Regions from separate parts of the Callithrix jacchus genome. Here region 2 is linked to region 1. Evidence: chromatin contacts called from public Hi-C data. All regions are on one chromosome and are shown on one strand. The core of a region is the stretch at or near the end of the contact, and the rest is flanking DNA. Distances in the headings are between cores, read along the strand shown.

The links. A called contact is a pair of places that touch in the nucleus more often than the background predicts.
Region 2: a Hi-C map of skeletal muscle shows a contact between it and region 1, with 9 times the contacts expected there. The contact joins the promoter of STON2 here to the enhancer-like site in region 1. A contact is called at or near these places in 3 of 3 Hi-C or Micro-C datasets (induced pluripotent stem cells and skeletal muscle).

What each region holds. Positions count from the first base shown.
Region 1 is chr8:116,223,828-116,230,388 of calJac240_pri, forward strand. STON2 (stonin 2) reads right to left here. Exons shown (of 8, transcript XM_078335559.1): 7 at 979-1,181. Among named protein-coding and RNA genes, the nearest start is that of GTF2A1, 42 kb to the left of the region's middle. Within about 2 kb of position 3,669, at least 2 of the 16 cell types and tissues checked have an H3K27ac peak or open chromatin away from gene starts, as enhancers often do. A contact at or near this core is called in skeletal muscle, where this site is marked.
Region 2 is chr8:116,406,597-116,413,157 of calJac240_pri, forward strand. STON2 (stonin 2) reads right to left here and starts at 3,521. Exons shown (of 8, transcript XM_078335559.1): 1 at 3,049-3,521.

The DNA.
Region 1 (6,561 bases), core at 2,419-4,918:
GTAACAATAAATCACCATATAATTCCAAGGATATTACTATAAATAGAAAACCACTTTGCAATCGTCTTCTTTAATAAACTCCCTTTTCAGTCATTGGCACTCTTCTGGAAAGTATCACTTTCTATTTATGTCAGAAAACTCCGACTTTCATGATTCCTTCCACAGCCCAGACCCCGTTGCTATTATAAACGTTTGCTCGTTTGCTTGTCGTTTGACTTTTGCCCTGTTACAGCCCAGTACCTAAGTCATGTGTTTTCTAACTTTGTTCAGGTCCACTTCATCATCTCTAAATGAAACATATGCTGTGGGATAGCACTTTCTCCCCTCCACTTCCAAGCTCACTACTCTGTAACATAAATTACATTGCAAATGAATAATAATAACTCCTTTACCCCATTACTCTTTTTCTTTTTTTGAGACGGAGTCTTGCTCTGTCGCTCAGGCTGGAGTACAGTGGTGCAACCATGGCTCACTGCAGCCTCAACCTCCCAGACTCAAGTGATCCTCCTGCTTCAGCCTCCTGAGTAGCTGGGACTAGATGCACACGCCACCATGCCCAGCTAATTTTTGTACTTACAGAGATAGGGTTTCACCATGTTGGCCAGGCTGGTCTTGAACTCCTGAACTAAAGTAATCGGCCCACCTCTGCCTCCCAAACTGCTGGGATTACAGGTGTGAGCCACTGTGCCTGGACCCCATTATTCTTTCCGTTGTCATTGCTCATAATGACAGAAAGACATTATATTCTCCTCTTTGATGAGCCTCTTTTTTTCCAACCTTTCTCTCATCCACTAGCCAGATTATGGATTTAAATCAGAGCAGATGCATCCACAGCTATGTAATATGTTGAACTTCCTCTAAGTCAGTAAGAGGTTACCAGGCAAACATACTAAGCATTGCTAAAAGGAATAAGAAGGGGAGGGTAGTGGGGTGAACAAATGGACTTGGAAGCATTAGCCAGACACCTCCTAAGGCTACCTGGTAGCTGTAGTGTGCAGAATAATTGACCCACTTCCTGACGTCAGTCTTGTCTTCCACGGAGATAGATCTCACGGTGGCTTTGGAGGCAGAAGTTGTGGGCATGCTGAACTCGACATTCACGTGACTGGCAAATCTGGAAGGCACTTCCCGGTCAGAACCAAGTTCAAGGTGGCAAAAGAAACAGTGTGGGTGACCGGAAGCTATGAAAGAAAGACAATTGAGAGATCAGATTATCTGAGGAGAAAATGGAAGCAGCAGCCAAAGGAGCCAGCTCAGTAATAAAAGAGGCCTGTGGGCTCGGCACCTGCAGTCTTTCAGAGGGTCCAGTGTGGAGCAAGAGGAGCTGCCTCAGCAGAAATCACGCTCTCTGTGCCTCAGCCCCTTGATAGAACTCCATCGGATTCTAGCAGCCTGGTTTCCTAGCAATAAAACCCAAGGCCTGAGAAACAGGGGCCATTCTGCCTGCTCAGGTGAGAGTGATATGTGAACACAGCCCAAACACTAAGAAATAAGGGCTGAGGATGGGAAGAATGGAATAGAAGGGCTCAGCACTTAGCACCTAATAAAATATCAGTGACAGCTTCCTGAAGTAAAATCCTTGCTTTCCTTTGAAGAATGAATTGACTTTCTTAATAGCATTTCATACTTTCAAACTGCTTTTGGCATACTTTTCTGGGTGAATGATATATGTAAATGACAAAGACTTCATCAATAGCACACAGATATTAGGGAGGCATATGGAACACTGGGCAAAACACCGACCGGCAGAACACCTGGGTTGGACTTCCAGCTCCTCTACTGAGCAGCAGAGCTCCTGCCCTCAAGTCCTTTATACCCTCCAGGCCTCAATTCCTCCTCTGTGAAGTGTGGAGATTAGGGGATGAGGGAAAGAGAGAGAAGTACAGTAGGGTGAGTTGGACAATGCCAGGCACAATCCCTTGCTGCTCCTTAATTCTATACATCTGTGGGTAATTCCACTATACTCATGATGGCAAACTTAGGGTTTGATTTTCACTTGAGAATTGTTATTGAGATTTTTGAGGAAAAAGAATGAGAGCTTAGTTCTGTGACTGTAATCACTGAAATATCATTGTCATTCATCTGCCATACAGGAAACATTTAAGCACCCTATGCCTCCTTCTCTGTTAAATCTTTTACACAGATTCTCTCTTTGAGTCTTCATTATGATCTTTTGAGGTCAGAATGTGTTCTTCATTTTACAGTCGAGGAAGCTAAGGCTTAGGGAGGTAAAATGAGCTACCCACTGTCACAGCTAGAAAGTGGCAGAGCTAAAAACGGAACCTAACGGTCTGATCCCAGAGTGTTCTTAACCACTGTATCTTAGTCATAACCTCATCGTCCCTAAAACACAAGATCAAGTTTGCAGAGTGACAGGTAGAGTGGGATTGACCTATAAGAACCCCCATTTAGCTACTAGCTATAGATAAACAACATGAAATGACCTTGCCTTCATTATGTAACTGAAACAGCCCCTTAGTTATCCTAGTTTCCACAAACAAACAATTTCAATGTTCTTTACTGGTCTGGCCAGGACTTCTCAATCTCAGAGAGTGAGGACATACACACCCGCTCTCCAAGGAAAACATGAGATAGTGAAGTATTTGTTTTGCTCTGTTTCACAAACGTAACATATTTCAGTGGTTATTTCTAAAGAATAACGTTTTGGAAAATTGAAAAATCTGCACTGATTTTAGGAAAATAATTTAAATAAGATACACATAAAAGGAAAAATTAAAGTATTTGAAAATCCATTCAATGTTTTTAAATTGTGTGCCACAGATGCAATTATAAGCTATCATTTAGGGGGCATTTATTACAGGCCAGATATTACACTAAGCCCTTAAAAGCATTATCTCATTTCATTCTCAATGAACTAGCTATTAATAACCCTATTTTATAGATGAGAAAAATCAGGTTTCTCTGAGAGGGTTAAGTAAATTGCCTGAGGTTACACAGCCATTAAGTGGTAGAGCTGGAAATAAGATTCAGAGATGACTCTGCTTTCAAACTATGTCCTCAATTCTCCTCAGTATATTGCTGTGAAATAAGATCAAAACAATGTATACCGAAGTATTCCTTTTAATTTAATAGCAACTCGGACAACTCTCCTAATCTAATTACCCTTATTTTGCACATTTTGGAATATGGAGAAATTTTTCCTTTATACATGACTGATTTCCTCCTTTTACTCCACCAAAGTGTATTCACAGCAAATTCTGAAAGCAGCATTTTTTCCTAGAATCCTAGTATCAACTCTCAGATGGGTAGGGGTGGTGGACAGTTAAGGAAGTTCAATTCTGAAAGCTATTATAGTTGAATTCATAGTAATGTGCTAAATAAGTCCATACATTCTGTCATTTTCCTTGATGAGGTTGAGAAAATTCAACAAAAAATACGTATTTTTAAAATTTCTTATATAAGGATGATCATATTGGCACTGTTTTCCCTTCAGCTGGTCTAATGAGAAGGGGGATTCCTGCAAAGAAAGCCATTTATGCAGGACAGAAAGTTTCATTTCCTGGCGGATAATCTGTGGAAGCAGTGGGACTTATTTCAGTGCCTTCTAAGATTAAGAAAAACTCCTCGGATGAGGGTGGGAGGGGTCCTTGGGGAGCTCCGAGAGGGGAGCTGCTACCGTATGTGGCTGGGCTGGACCCCGCCAGTGGGGTCACGTTAGAATTCAAAGGTAGCTGCTTGAGCTTTTGGTGGCTGGGACTGGGACAGCCTGCTGTGGCAATAGGCTTGGGATGCCAGCAACACAGGGGTACAAAGCTGCTGGCCTCCGCTGCCTGGGGTTTGACTGCCCTGTCCACTGGGGCCTGGGAATGCAGGGCCACTGCAGCCAGGAATGTAGGCTTCCAGCCAGCCGGGTCTTTGACCTCAGCTGAGCCCTAGCTTCTTTAAAGAAGGCTAAGGATTATGAAAAATAACCTGTACAAAGCACCTTCCCAGGGCTGTCTGAACACCTAGACAGAAGAGCTTAGGAAAGGGCTATTACAAAAAGATAACCATCAATTCTCTGGTTTCCCGGATGGAGCACTGCAAGGGAGGGCAGGAGCTGGGCACAGTGAATACCAGCAATGCGTGAGAACTTACATTCTGCCTGCAATTCAGATCCTATGCATCTCAAGTTTCCAGAAAAGGGTGCTATCTATTTCCTGACCTGGTATGAAAACATATCGTTGGCCAGAGAAGTATAAGAAGCCTCTTTTTGGGGGTCCACTATTGAAAATATTGTTATATAACTATGACAGTAATGGGGCGAGGCTGTGAGGATTTAAGTAAGAAACATCCCCAATATCCTTATGCTGTGCTATATTTCATCAGTCTTCCACAATGAGGTTCAAGCAATCTGGAAATAGATATGTAATACAGCATATAAGCTGCATTCACTTGCCCTTGAGCCAACAGAACACTCTCCACTGAGAACCACTAAGGAAAGTGTTTGCTGAAGGCCTGTTTTTGCTTTTCCCCTTGTCCTGTGTCCATTTCCTCTCTTTTCTGGTAGCAGTCCTTTTCTTTCTCTCCATTTGGGAAATAATCTTCCCAGTGCTACATGTTGTCTTGGTCACGTCAGTCAAAATATACTCCTCTCCCCTACACTCTTGAGCCAAGTTGCCAAAGAACAAAAAATAGGGCCAGGTGTGGTGCCTCAGGCCTGTAATTCCAGCACTTTGGGAGTACAAGGCAGGTGGATACCTGAGGTCAGGAGTTTGAGACTAGCCTGGCCAACATGGTGACACCCTGTCTCTAATAAAAATACAAATATTTAGCTGGGTATGGTGGCGCGTGCCTGTAGTCCCAGCTACTCAGGAGGCTGAGGCAGGAGAATTGCCTGAACCCAGGAGGCCGAGGCTGCAGTGAGCCGACATCACACCATTGCACTCCAGCCTGGGGGACAGAGCCGGACTCCATCTCAAAAACAAAAACAAAAACAAAACAAAACAAAACAAAACAACAACAACAAAAACCCAAGAACAGAAAATAATCTGGGATGATTTGTCCCTAAGGCTACATAGTGAGAAGACATCCATTAGTTTCTATGACCAGAGCTATTCTCGAGCTGTCTAAAGTCTTCTTGATCAATCTTTCCCTCAGGTCTCTGGGCTATCCCATCCAATAATTTGCTTTGTTCCTTAAGGTGGCTATTAAGTCTTTGTTGCTTATAGTAAAAGAGAAAACAAAAAAACCCTCATCCAGTACTTGTAAATGTTTGGGAGAAATCACTTTTAAACAAATCGATACATTTGTACACACTGGAAAAACTGCAAATATCTGTTTTCCTGGTGTGATTTATTACAATATTTGTGTCTACTTGGCTTCATCTACCAGGAGGCACCGGTGGCATTGAGAAAAGGACCCTGGGTGTGACTGCATGACTCTAGATATGTCACGTCACCTTCCCAACCTTAATTTTCTCATCTATAAATAGTTGACTAAGTTATCCCCAAGGTCCCTTCCAGCTTGAAAATCTGATAATTCCATGGTTGTCTCTTTCCAAGGGCTTTCATGTCAAAGGAGAGTTCAGGGTTTCTCCCCTCCTCTGCCAAGTCAGAGGGGCCCTGTGGATAAGGTAGAAGTTTCAGTGCTACCATCAGCAGAATACAGTGCTGATTTCAGGGGAAATGAATAAGCAGGCATAGAGAGGAACACCTGGTTTAAAAAATGCTGTCAGTTTAGAAGCAGGGAGTAGCAAATCCAGCCTCAAACACAGAAGTCCAATTGTCTCTTCAGTTTGCACAGCTACACCCAGTGTCTGATACAGAACGCCCTGGTGTGTGTCCACTCCCTGGAATGCCTGGGGAGCTGGCCGGATCATATTGCCGTTTGCCATCACACCGCATTAACTTAGGATATAATAATACAGCCACTCCACACTCAGAGCAGGAGAGGGAGACTCAGAACACATCTGCTAGGATTTAGAGTGAGAATGGAAGAAAGGATAGACACATAAGATAAAGCCATTTCACTCAAGAGTTTTTCTAAACCTTATTCTTTTTGCTCAGGTAGCATATCAGCTTTTGTTAACAGATGGGCAAAATGTATTCTAAAGAAAAGAAGGGATTTAAAGGCTTACAAGCTCATGGGCTTGCTGCCTCCCATTGGAGTCACCCAGACTTACTCTAAGAAATACGCATATTAGTCCTGGTTTGAGTGCTCCCTCATTTTGTCATTTCACTAAATCTCACTGGACCCATGGGGGAAATAACCGCCGTCTGGACTCACTCAAGCACAAAAGCATCCCTGATAGCTGTGAGCAGCCCAGCTAGGGCTGGTAAGCATTTTTTGTTTGTCTAAAGAAAATATTCTTTTCTTTATATGTCGGCTGCCATTCTGGCCCTTTTAGAAATTCATGTCCTAGCTGGATCTTCAGTCTGCCTGCAGGCCACTTTTCTTTCCCATCCCCCAAGTCTCAGAGGCAAACTCTGAGCTTGAGATATTATGACGGACAGGCTTTGCACAGAGGATCCGGAATTATAAAATTAACCTCTCAGTGTCTTGTCCATGACTGTCCATAAACTGGCCCTTTTACCTACATCGAGGGCAGTGTGAGAAAGA
Region 2 (6,561 bases), core at 2,271-4,770, 180 kb after region 1:
CTCAGCCTCCTACAGTGCTGGGATTACAGGCATGAACCACTGTGGCTGGCCCGAGACTGCTCTTCCTGTTCTATTGTCCCCACCAGTGGCAGTGTGTGGAAGGCAGAGGTTTAGGCTGGATTCTTTATCCAGGGGAACTGCCTGGAGTGTGGATTGCCTCACCAGCCTGTGAATTACCAAGGAGAGCACCCTCTGGGAAAGCAGTGGTTAGAACCTAAAGATCTCTTGAGTTCATTAGAGGGGTGTTGTTCTTGATAGGCTTGCTGGGAGATTCAAATGAGATTGTGCACCAGAGAATTCTCTGCAATCTACACTGTTATACACAGATACTATTTATTCATCCCATTTGACAAACAAGAAAACCAGGAAACAGGAAAGTTAAATGACTCCCATGACAGAAAGGCCCCATGGGAGTGCTGCTGGGAAGGGACACTCTGGCTTCAGATGGCCTGGATGGCTCACTCAGCTCTGCCAGCTCTAGCTGGGCCAACCTGGGTCAGCTTCTGAGCTCTACTTCTATAGTTACTAAGTGGGGAGAACAATCCACTTCTGTCAGAGGGTTTCGGTGAGCATTAAATATGCCTTGAACTTGATAAATATTAGCAGGTACTCGACCAATATTAACTGCTATTATTATTTTACTACACAGATATTTATAGGAAAGCCACAGGTCTCCTGGGCCACAGCTGTGCTGTATACTAGAAATGAGTTATGAAAAAGTACTTCCAGCCGGGCGCAGTGGCTCACACCTATAATCCCAGCACTTTGGGAGGCTGAGATGGGTGGATCACAAGGTCAAGAGATCGAGACCATCCTGGTCAACATGGTGAAACCCCACCTCTACTAAAAATACAAAAATTAGCTGGGCATGGTGGTGCATGCCTGTAGTCCCAGCTACTCGGGAGGCTGAGGCAGGAGAATTGCTTGAACCCAGGAGATGGAGGTTGCGGTGAGCTGAGATTGCGCCATTGCACTCCAGCAACTGAGTAAAAAGAGTGAAACTCTATCTCAAAAAAAAAAAAAGAAAAGAAAAAGTACTTCCAAAATGCGATTGCTAGAGGCTGCAGCAATATATTAGACTATTTGGCCTTGGAGAGGCAATATAGCAGATGGGGAACATTGAAGATTTGGGAGCCAGGAGGCCTGGGTTTGGATCCTGGCTCAGTCACTCAATCGTTAAACCATCTAACAGGCTTTGGGCAATTTACTTAGCCTCTCTGTGCCTCAGTTTCTTCATTTCTAAAATGGGGATATCATCACCCACCTTATAGGTCCTTATGAGGATCGAATGAGTTAATGTACATCAAGTGTTTAGGATAATGCCTGGGTCATAATGTTAGGAATTTTTGGATACTATGAATTTTATTATTTTGAATTCATTTAAAATTCAAAATAAACTTTGCTCTTAAAAATTCCAATTGGTGGGCTGGGTGTGGTGGCTTATGCCTGTAATCCCAGCACTTTGGGAGGCCGAGGCGGGTGGATCACTTGAGGTCAGGAATTCAAGACCAGCCTGACCAACATGGTGAAACCCCATCTCCACTAAAAATACAGAATGAGCTCAGCATGGTGGCACATGCCTGTAATTCCAGTTACTTGGGAGGCTGAGGCGGGAGAATCGGTTGAACCTGGGAGGCAGAGGTTGCAGTGAGCTGAGATTGCACCATTGCACTCCAGCCTGGGCAACAAGAGTCAAACTCTGTCTCCAAAAAAATGAAAAGAAATGAAATGAAATAAAAAAATAATAAATAAAAATAATTCCAAATGACTTGTCTTTCAGGAAACTTTCATTTTAGTGATAACAAAGAAAAGAAAAATAGATCTGCATAAAGATCTACTCCCTGTCTTTGTACCTTTGCTTGTGCTGTTCCCATTGCCTGAAATCCCTCCTTTTTGACCTATAAAACTACCACATATCCTCCACTCCCCCCGAGGCCAGGACTCATTCTGCCACACTCCTGTCCCATGTCTCCTTTTTATTATCTGTGTAATTCTTGACATTTTCAATAAATGTTTCTTGAATGGAAAGGTGAAAGAAAGTAAGAGATGTCATTTACAATTCTTTCAGTTTGCGAATGCAACACTGTAGTTCATAGTGGACTAATGTCCTCCCTCTCTGAGAATGAAGAGATTGGCAGAGGGACTTGGGGAGATGGTGCCGGTCTCAACAGTAGGAGGGAAAAGCACAAAGGATAACAAACAACCCAGTTTTTCACTGAAAGGGACCCCATTCTCCAACACTATGTTTTCCTGGATTGGAGAGAAGTAGCAGCATAGAGTGACCCAGAGGGGGACTGTGGACTCAGAACCTCTCTATGAATTCCAATTCTGTCATCCAGTGGCTGTTTAACCCTGAAACCAAACATCTCTGAGTCTGTTTTCTTGCCTGTAAAACGAGGATAATACTAGCCCCAAAGGGTAACTTTGATGATGAAATAACAATACAATGCCTGGCACTTAGGAAATGCTTATTAATTTTTTTTAAATGAATGAAGAGGGCTTTTAAAGAAAGTGCTATTATTGAGAGACTGCTATCCTTGGAAGCACAGCATCCCTTACTGCTGTGTACTGTTAGATCAGTGATTGATTCTCCAGTCATCACAGGCCCACCTCCTCAGACTGTCAGTCCAGAGCTGAACCACGACCAAGAAGTCTGGGAGGCAGAATTTGGCAACCTCCTTCCCAAACCCTTCTCCTCTCCAGCTGGCACAGAAACACACCACATTTGCAGCTTCCACAGCAATTACGAGAACCTACACCCTTTTATTGTTTGACTTTCCCTAACGATGAAGCAATCACATGATTTTCACAGGAAAAACAACTCTGGGATCAGAGACTGTCTGGACTGAGCTGTGAACTTTCTGGTCCCTGTGTCTGGGCTCCCAGAGAGAAAAGACATTTGATGCCTGCCGAACGAGGGCTGAGCTGGACAAAAAACATAGCCAGCACATGCTCACAGCAGGCAGGCCAACTGAGCAGGTTGCATTTCAGGATGAAAACAGTAAGGATCCTAACAAAACAAGCTCATATCTACTGAGTGCTCAGTACCTGGTACAGACGTCGTCAAGCTTAATCATCACCACAATCCAAGACGAAGACTTCAGTATCTTCATTACATTCAGGAGGAGAAGTCAACGGCTCAGCTAGCATTTCACCCCTTTTGCAGCCCCCAGAGCCCCTAGCTCCGCGTCTACCTACAGCAGCAGCGCTTCCAAGCTCTTTGCACACAAATCTCCCAGGGATCTTGGAATGCAGATTCTGAGATTCTGCATAATAAGCTTCCAGGGAATGCTGCTGGTCCAGGGCCTCTAGTAGCAAGGGTTAGGCAGGGGTCTGAACCTCGGTTGCGCATTGCAATCACCTGAAAGCTTTCCACATTGCTGATACCTTGGCCCCATCCTGGAGAGTCTGGTTTTGTTGGTCTGGGGTGCAGCTCTGGCACGGTATTTCTAAAGCCCTCCCGTTGAAGCAATATGCAGACTGTTACCTTGTGCTCCCCTGTCCCAACCACAGGGACATCTGTGGTTGGGCTTCAAGGACGCCCTTGAAGAGGCCTCTCCCAGAAACCTCCAAGCCCATGAAGAGGCCAGAGCCGCCACCTGTTTCCTTGAAATAGTTAGCAGCTGTGCCGGGTGACCTCATCATTCTGGCTCTGCCTCAGGCCAAGCTGCGATCTAGAAAGCCTCCTCCCAAGTCGGGGTCCCTTTGCATCAGGGCAGAGGGGGAAGAGCCACAGGTCGAGGGCAGAGCCCATCTGGGGCTAGCGGGAAGAATGAGGGTGCAGGGTGGGGGCAACCCAAGGGATTTCATGATGGGCTGTCCCTGGGCTGTGAGGCCATGCTGTGAGCGCAGCTGACTGCCTCACCCCTGGCTTCCCTCTCCAAACCCTTGGGAACTGATGAAATCACAAGGAGGTTCCTCCCCGCTCCTGTAAGCGATGCATAAACAAACAAGCAGTGAAGTATGCAAGTAAAGATGCAAAGTCCCTTTCTTTTTCCCTGTTTCTAAGAGGCAATCACCTATAGCAGCTGGGCTTATATATTTCCAAATCTTTTCTTTTCTTTCTTTCTTTCTTTTTTTTCTTTTTTTTGTTTTGTTTTTGAGACGGAGTTTAGCTCTCGTTACCCAGGCTGGAGTGCAATGGCGCGATCTCGGCTCACCGCAACCTCCGCCTCCTGGGTTCAGGCAATTCTCCTGCCTCAGCCTCCTGAGTAGCTGGGATTACAGGCACGCGCCACCATGCCCAGCTAAATTTTTTTGTATTTTTAGTAGAGACGGGGTTTCACCATGTTGACCAAGATGGTCTCAATCTTTTGACCTCGTGATCCACCTGCCTCAGCCTCCCAAAGTGCTGGGATTACAGGCGTGAGCCACCGCGCTCGGCCCCAAATCTATTCTATATATTAATATGTATATTTCTACACACAAACATACATATGTAATCCTGTTTTATAAACAAAAATGCATCATAGAATAGTAGCCCAAACACTAGCTTGCATGTCTTTTCCACGCAATTATATATACTTACCAATTGTTTTAGTGTCTGGAAACTTGTCTATAAATCAGAATTTCTCAGGGGTACTTTTTGTTTTTTGTTTTGTTTTGTTTTGATTTGATTTGTTTTTTGAGACGGAGTTTCGCTCTTGTTACCCAGGCTGGAGTGCAATGGCACGATCTCAGCTCACCGCAACCTCCGCCTCCTGGGTTCAGGCAATTCTCCTGCCTCAGCCTCCTGAGCAGCTGGGATTACAGGCACGCGCCCAGATAACTTTTGTATTTTTAGTAGAGACGGGGTTTCACCATGTTGACCAGCATGGTCTCGATCTCTTGACCTCGTGATCCACCTGCCTCGGCCTCCCAAAGTGCTGGGATTACAGGCTTGAGCCACCGCGCCCGGCCGGGATGCTTTTTAAACATGGAGATTGACAGGTTTCACTCCAAACCTGCTGATTCAGAATTTCTCAGGGAGGCACCTGGGGAAGTCTTTTTTTGTGTGTGAGATTATACACGCGCGCGCACACACACACACACACACACACAATGTGTGTGTGTGTGCAGAGAGAGGGAGAGGGAGAGAGAGGGAAGAGAGAGAGAGAGAGAGAGAGAGAGAGAGAGAGAGAAAGGGTCTTGCTCTGCTCGCAAGTCTGGAGTGTAGTGGCACAATCGTAGCTCACTGTGCCTTAATCTCCTGGGCTCAAGTGATTCTCCCACCTCAGCCTCCCATGTAGCATGAACTACAGAGATGCACCACTACACCTGGCTGTTTTTAATTTTTTTGTAGAGACAGGGTCTTACTATGTTGCCCAGACTGGTTACAAACTCCTGCCTTTAAGTGATGCTCTAACCTTGGCCTCCCAAAGTGCTGGGATTACAAGCATGAGCCACCATATCTGGCCTATGTTGATATTTTTAGTAAGTGTCTCAAGTGATTCTTATGGGAAATGTCTTGCCTTTTTAATGCTTGTACATGTCCCATGGATGTACTATCACGTATTAACCAGTCCCTTTCTGTTGAATGTTTAGGTTGTTCTCAGCTTTTTTCTTCATGCTATAAACAATACCACACACACACACACACACACACACACACACCCCATGCAGATCCCCATGTGTGTTTCTGTAGGGTTGCTGAAACTTCTTTTCCCCTCTAAGACTGCTTATGCTTCAATCATGAAAACTCAGAGCAGGACAGAACCTTAAAATCTGTGTGAAGACTAATACTGACCTATAGCAATATGAGTTACACATATAATTTGAAACTTTCAGTAGCTACATTAATTTTAATAATATATTTTTACTTAACCTAATATATCAAATCTATTATCATCTTTACATATAATCAAATAAAAAGCATTAATGAAAATACTTGCTATGGTCTGAATGTTCTTTTCCCCTCAAAATTTATTTGGTGAAATACTAACTCCCAAGGTGATGATGGTATTAGAAAGCGAGCCCTTTGGGAGGCGATTGATTAGGTCATGAGGTTGGGGCCCTCATGAATGGGGTTAGAGCCCTTATAGGAGAGGCCTGTAATCCTGGCACTCAGGAGACTAAGGAGGGAGGATTGCTTGAGGCCAGTTGGAGATCAGCCAGGGCAAAACTGCATCTCTATGAAAATAAATAAATACATAATAATTTTTTTTTTTTTTAAAGAGGCCTAAGGCCAGGTGTGGTGGCTCACACCTGTAATCCCAGGACTTTGGAAGGCCGAGGCGGGTGGATCACCTGAGGTCGGGAGTTTGAGACCAGCCTGGCCAACACGGCGAAATCCCTACTAAAAATACAAAAATTAGCCGGGCCTGGTGGTGTGTCCCTGTAATCCCAGCTACTCAAGAGTCTGAGGCAGGAGAATTGCTTAAGCCCGGGAGGTTGAGGTGGGAGAATGGCTTGAACCAGGGAGGCGGAGGTTGCAATGTGCCAAGATTGTGTCACTGCATTCCAGCCTGGATAACAGAGTGAGACTGACTCAAAAATAGAAAAAAGAAAAAAGAAAAGAGGCCTGAGAGACTCCCTCACTCCTTCTACCATGAGGATAGAAAGAAAAGGTGCCATCTATGAACC